2 separate regions of the Salmo salar genome follow, and region 2 is linked to region 1. Evidence: chromatin contacts called from public Hi-C data. All regions are on one chromosome and are shown on one strand. Each heading gives the region's core, a stretch centred on a gene start, on an enhancer-like site or on the middle of the called end of the contact. The rest is flanking DNA. Distances are from core to core; before and after follow the strand shown.

Evidence for each region. Hi-C and Micro-C count contacts between places; a contact is called where the count stands out from the background.
Region 2: a Hi-C map of gill shows a contact between it and region 1, with 1.7 times the contacts expected there. The contact joins the enhancer-like site here to the promoter of LOC106596360 in region 1. A contact is called at or near these places in 2 of 3 Hi-C or Micro-C datasets (gill and muscle).

What each region holds. Positions count from the first base shown.
Region 1 is chrssa03:3,591,656-3,595,198 of Ssal_v3.1, forward strand. LOC106596360 (transcription factor BTF3 homolog 4) reads left to right here and starts at 1,864. Exons shown (of 6, transcript XM_014187661.2): 1 at 1,864-2,084; 2 at 2,845-2,907. The coding sequence starts at 2,854.
Region 2 is chrssa03:3,674,498-3,678,040 of Ssal_v3.1, forward strand. It overlaps LOC106596333 (zinc finger FYVE domain-containing protein 9), which reads left to right. Exons shown (of 19, transcript XM_045714336.1): 19 at 571-3,543. The coding sequence ends at 732. Among protein-coding and RNA genes, the nearest start is that of cc2d1b, 44 kb to the right of the region's middle. Within about 2 kb of position 1,579, at least 11 of the 13 cell types and tissues checked have an H3K27ac peak or open chromatin away from gene starts, as enhancers often do. A contact at or near this core is called in gill, where this site is marked.

The DNA.
Region 1 (3,543 bases), core at 614-3,113:
CTCGCCCCAACCTGGGCTCGAACCAGGGACCCTCTGCGCACATCAACAACTGACACCACCATGAAGCATCGTTACCCATCGCGCCACAAAAGCCACGGCCCTTGCAGCGCAAGGGGAACAACTACTTAAGGTCGCAGAGCGAGTGACATCACCAATTGAAATTCTATTAGCGCGCACCACCGCTAACTAACTAGTCATTTCACATCGGTTACACCAACTGTAAAGTTTGGTGGAGGAGGAATAATGGGTCGGGGGTGTTTTTTGTGTTTTCTTTTTTTTAACCTTTATTTAACTAGGCAAACCAAACCCGGACGACGCTGGGCCAATTGTGTGCCGCCCTATGGGACTCCCAATCACGGCCGGTTGTGATACAGCCTGTGTATCATGGTTCGGGCTAGTCCTCTTAGTTCCAGTGAAGGGAAATCTTAACGCTACAGCATACAATGACATTGTAGATGATTCTGTGCTTCCAACTTTGTGGCAACAGTTTTGGGAAGGACCTTTCCTGTTTCAGCATGACAATGCCCCCATGAACAAAGCAAGGTCCATACAGAAATGGTTTGTCGAGATCAGTGTGGAAGAACTTGACTGGCCTGCACAGAGCCCTGGCTTCAACCCTATTGAACACCTTTGGGATGAATTGGAACGCCGACTGCGAGCCAGGCCTAATCGCCCAACATCAGTAACCGACCTCACTAATGCTCTTGTGGCTGAATGGAAGCAAGTCCTCGCAACAATGTTCCAAAATCTAGTGGAAAGCCTTCCCAGAAGAGTGGAGGCTGTTATAGCAGCAAAGGGGGGAACAACTCCACATTAATGCCCATGATTTTAGAATGAGATGTTCGACGACAAGGCCTATCAGGGAGTACTTGAGAAGACACATGAGACCATAGACCTTCTATTTAAATGCACAAGAGGGGGTACTTCAGGGGTACTCCAGGCAGAGCAGAATTCAGTTGCTGGAACACAAACCGGAAAAGGCCGGTAACCACTGAGTGTATTTTTATTACCATGTTTCCATCCAACATTTTTGTATGCCAGTAAAGTTCATGTTGGATAAAAAAAAATGTAATGACAGGCTTGATGGAAGCAGCAAATTTGTCGGTAAACAAACATTACCAAATGTCGACAAAACCAAATACTAGGTGCTATTGAATTGAATTAATAGGTGGGATAATAATACGAGAAATGGTGGTGGAAACGCTTTTATGCGCAAATATTGATATAATAGCCATAATATGAAAGTAAACGTGGAATCATGCGATGACATGTGGTCATCCCACTATAACCCCCGGAAATCATGCAGTTTATTAGGCTACAGGTGAAATAAATTGTAAAATAACTTTACAGGATGGGCAAAGTGCAAGGTGATGAGCGTGATGCTGCTTTCCAATAAATATCCAGGGTTTTATTCTGGTGACATGATCGTGGGCACACTCGCTATTTAAAGCAACAGGTTTTTGTGAGATAACAATCAGTAGAGTTAAATGCGATGGAAATCCATTTAACTTGTATTTTATTTTATTCGGTACATGGTTATTTAACCGTCAAAGCTATGTCATCACACACATACTATAATCTGGAGCAACAAGTCAATTTGATCACCAATGGAAACAAATCTCTGGTGGGAAAATGCACGATTTTATGCGGATTTTAGAATGTCGCCAATTGGGTGGAAACCTGGCAATTCATGCAACAAAACAAAAAAATACAAATGTGATATGGACCACAACAATGGCACAAACGGTTGATTTCTCATCAGAAACACATTGCAGGCAACTGTAGTACAAACGGCGTTCATGTTGTGGCTATAAGTCTGTATGTGTTTTAAAATGATTCATAAACTAATACATTAAATCAATCAATCAATAAATCAAAATCCCCATCTGCTGAAAATTACACAAACACCAAAACGACCTGAAATTCACCCACGGAGAGAAAAGACACGTGTTGAGATTCGCCATCATCCTCATCAACCTCGTGTTCCCTCCTGCTACTTCCTGTTCTGCTGTGAACCTTTTGTGGATCAAAGTGCTGTGCCTTGGGACTGATCGATCAAATTACTGACGCTGTCTTTTACACAGGTAAATATACATATATATACGTGTGTGTGTGTGTTTTTAACAACTAGAGCTATGGACCACGGCATATAGGATAAAAGATAACAGTAAGCGTTGTTCTCCGTTTGCTTTGAGCTCCTAGCCTACTGTGTTTACAATGCTAGCTAGGTAACAGTCTCCACGGTATCCTAGCTGTGGCTTTATGCAGGAACATTTTAGAAAAGCTCATTTTTAGTTAGTTAACTAGCTAGCTCGTCAGGAATATGAGATGGTTAACTGGCTAAATGACAGCTTTAGTTAGTTGTCGACATTTTTATGGCTAACTTGAGTCTCAAATGTTGACACTACGGGGCGTAGCGAACATTTTACTACCGTTAAAATGGGTAACGTTAGCTTGCTAGTTTAACTAGTTTAGTTAATGACATGGTGTAACGTTTTAACCAACTAGGTAACTAACTATTCATCTGTGTGTGTGTGTGTGTGTGTGTGTTTTTGGCTGACAGGCATTGTTTCTGTTGTTGTTGAAGAGTCGGACACCTGATGATTTGTAGTGTTTCCAGACAATGAACATTGTTGGCTAATAAACTAGTTTTAACTGTCAGATAAGACTCAATTGGTGCCTAGTTTGTAGCTAAGTCCATTAATAACAGCTTCCACAGTGATTCAGGATAAAACGTGAAGCTGATTTGCATTCATCCAGTAGGCCTGTTTATATTGTTGTTGATTTTTGTTAATTCATGAGGATATTTTCTTGACAACTCATCCATGTTCCTCTTTTTTCCAGATAAAAGCCATGAACCAAGAGAAACTAGCCAAACTTCAGGCCCAGGTCCGGATAGGTGGAAAGGTAACTACTATTATCATCTCTACTGTTAAAATCTACATTTTGTTATGACACAGATATGACTAAATTGTAGAACCCTTCCATATCTGGTAATGTGCAGGGTTGAAGGCCAGCGGTTTAGTAGCTTAACTGCCTGTCTGTCTGTCTGTTTTGTTGAAGGGCATTAGACTTATCAAAGCAACTGGGAGTCTTGTTTTCCCCCTGAACACATTACTCCTATTATGGGACAGATGCTTTGGCCCATCCTGCCTGGCTGTGGGGCCCAGGGCTTTGTCTCTTACTGTTTGGTAAGGGCCTCGTTGTGTCTCCTCTCCACAGCTAGATGGCACTGTTGGTGTGGCCTAAATTTAACACCTGCCGAATGTGTCGATTTTTGTCATTGGCGGATAACATGCCGATCCTGACTAGACCGGGCACGTATGTGCACGTGTTGGTTGTTGTCCACCCACACCAGACGTGATCAGGACACACGTGTTGAAATATCAAAACGAACTCTTAACCAGTAATATTAATTTGGGGACAGGTAGAAAAGCATTAAACATTTATGGAAATTTAGCTTGCTAGCTTGCTGTTGCTAGCTCATTTTGTCCTGGGATATAAACATTGGGTTATTTTACCTGAAATGCACAAGGTCCTCTA
Region 2 (3,543 bases), core at 329-2,828, 83 kb after region 1:
ACACCGGAAATTAATCAAATCGCAAATCAGAAATGTGCAGGGGCAGACATCGACCAGAAATCTTCGCTGGCATTTCAAACACACCAGCCTGTTTTTTTTTCTTCCCTTAAGGCGCCCACACCGGCCCATTCCCCCCCCCCCACTAAGGCCTCATTATTAGCCAGATAATTTGCGAAAAAAAAACAAACAAGTTAGACAGTCCCACTGGGCTAAAAATGGACCAGCCCAGCTGGCATTTGCCTGAAATGCCCATGCAAATGTGTAATTTGGAATTAAACTCAAGGGATCTTTTAGTACATTTAATCAGATGTGTCAGTCAGCGCTAGGCTAAAACAAACAAGAATTGACTGAAACACTGAATTACAAAATAACTACCTGTCTCTGTGGGTCACCTAGCAACGGCCAACCCCCCCCCATAGTACCTGGTTAGATAAAAGAGAAATATATAGATAACTAACCATCTCTTCTCTGTTGTAACCTGTCGGGCCATAACGGGCCCTCTTCCCACCGGTACCTGGTTAGATAAAGGATGATAATGACCCGTCTCTTCCCTGTCCTCTTTTCTCCCAGGTGGGTTACCTAGCAGGTAGTAATGGCCAGCCACTCCCCTCCCGTTACCTGAGTGACCTGGACAGTACTCTGATCCCTGTCATCCACAGAGGGGCGTGTCAACTCAGTGAGGGACCTGTCGTCATGGAGCTGGTCTTCTACATCCTGGAAATCCTCTCCTAGGAGACGGAGGCACCGCTTACCAACACCCCAGACTCTGATCTCCTAGTTCTCTCTCTCGTCCTCATCCTCTTTTTTTATCCTCCCATCCTTCCATCTCTTCCGAGAGAGGGTGAAGGCTGTGAGGGGCAGCTAGCTGATGTTGCTATCCCTTCACCAGACAGACGGCTAGCTGTGGGGGAATGGTTACCAGCTAGCTAATGTTGCTATCCCTTCACCAGACAGACGGCTAGCTGTGGGGGAATGGTTACCAGCTAGCTAATGTTGCTATCCCTTCACCAGACAGCTAGCTGTGGGGGAATGGTTACCAGCTAGCTAATGTTGCTATCCCTTCACCAGCCAGCTAATGTTGCTATCCCTTCACCAGCCAGCTACTGTTGCTATCCCTTCACCAGCCAGCTAATGTTGCTATCCCTTCACTAGACAGCTAGCTAATGTTGCTATCCCTTCACTAGACAGCTAGCTGTGGGGTTATTACTCCCACCTACCAGCTAGCTAATGTTGCTATCCCTTCACTAGACAGCTAGCAGTGGGGGATAGTTACCAGCTAGCTAATGTTGCTATCCCTTCACTAGACAGCTAGCTGTGGGGGAATGGTTACCAGCTAGCTAATGTTGCTATCCCTTCACTAGACAGCTAGCTGTGGGGGATAGTTACCAGCTAGCTAATGTTGCTATCCCTTCACTAGACAGCTAGCTGTGGGGGAATGGTTACCAGCTAGCTAATGTTGCTATCCCTTCACTAGACAGCTAGCTGTGGGGGAATGGTTACCAGTTAGCTAATGTTGCTATCCCTTCACATGACATACAGCTAGGGCTTCTCCAGTCCACATATGCATCATGTCCACCCTGATCACATGAATCAGGAAATCACAGGACTATTCCAGTTCCACTGTGGTAGACCAGGCTGGGGGTTTGAGAAGTGGAAAAATTATTCCTTAGTTGTTACTTTTCTCGAAATCTAATGACACAACCTAGATTGGAGCCAATGTCTTAATAAGTAGCTGTTATTACTCCCACGTTTTACATTTTCTTCAAAACACAACTTTATATTGAAGGAGTGCCTTTGCTTTGACGGTCTGCAACGACCGTTAAGAAAACAATGTCGTGTTTCTACGTATGAATTTAGCTAGCCAAGTCGCCATGACAACGCCTACAAGTGTAATCGAGGATTTCTATTGGAGAAGCAGTTTCTGTCGCTCTTTCATACGTATTTGCTGTGGTAGCTAGAGGACAAAGCAGAAGCACTGCACTCTGGGAAACGTAGTCTCCGAAGGCCATGTTGTAGCATGGGCGCTTTGAGGACCCCCAGGTAAAGGTGTCCAAAGCTCTGCCTGATGAGACTACACGTGTGTCTCTACCGACAGGGACTTCACACGGTCCGGTGGGCTGGGAAGATTAAAAATTCGGAGATGAGTGGATGGAGAGGGGGGGTAGAGCGAGAACGAGAGGAGAGAATAGAGGGAGGATTTTTTTTTCTTTCTGGTGATTAATTTGCATCCTGGTGCTCAGTTCCTGCAGTCGCAACTCTTCACAGTGGAAGGAGGAAAGAGAGTAACATACCTGTCGTTTTCAGTCTGGCTTTTAGCCAATGATTACCAAATGTTTTATTTCCTGACATTGATGGGACTACAGTATTCGTTTTGCTTGTTATTTTGTTTAGGCAGAGCTACAATTGACTCAATAGCTCATCCAGACATCCAACACCAAGATTGTCTGTCTCACTAGAACTGCTAAGCAGTTGGACCACTTAGTCGAAGGCACAATGTCTAAGAGAGGCGGTGTGGGTGTTTACTGATTTTACTGTCAGACTTAATAGGTCAACCAAGCTTTATATGGCCGAGCTTCTAGCCTTCTGAGAACCATGTCAAGTGTCACCATTCTGTACACTGATTTAAAACAGGTTTCCAATTCTTTACCTTGAACATTCTAACAGGAAGTATAACAAACAGTCTCTGGCCTCTCATTGGTCACCCGAGGGGACTGGTTGGAGTCTTGGGATGAGAAATGCATTGTGGTCTGATCCTTTACCACTGACTTAACTCCAGCGTCATCGTTCCACTGTTAACTAACACCAGCATTATCATCCTTCTCTCTGTAAGCGATGGAGAGGATACTAGAGGAACTGAAGCATCTTCAGTAAATTGTTACCCGTGGTTGCTTCCCAAATTGCACTATATTCCCTTTTATAGTGCACTACATTTGACCGGAGCCATATGGGACGTAACCTATAGGTGATCCTGTCCTCCTGACCTGTGAGCCAAAGCAACTATTCAACACATTGATGCTGCACTCCTCCATCCACAGACCCCATAGCATTTTTGTACGATTGAAAATAAACTGCCGCTCTGATTTGAACGGGTCGTCATTATACAAAGAATATCATTTTTTTGCAGAAACTATTGTAAAATGCAGATGCAGTTTACAGGAGAATAGGACATTTTCAGGCTGAATGGTTAAAACAGCAGAGACCTTGGTCAAAGACTGGGCCTACTTCTCAAGAGGTGTGCACTTGCACACGCCTTCTCATGGACTCAACGATGGTGAAACTTCTCTCCAGACTTTGCTTATACCAATCCAATTGTTTTACATCCATTATGTCGGATGTGTAAGCGGCTCTGAGGGAGTTACGTCCGAAATGGCACCCTATTCCATATGGGTCTTGGTCAAAAGTAGTGCACTATGAGATAGGGTGCCGTTTGGAATGTAGACTGACCTCTGCTGTGTGGGCATGGACCTGAATAGAAACCAGGGTCTATCAGAAGAATATACTAGTGTTTCTGATCTGACTGTAATGTTTGCTAAATTTGGCAGA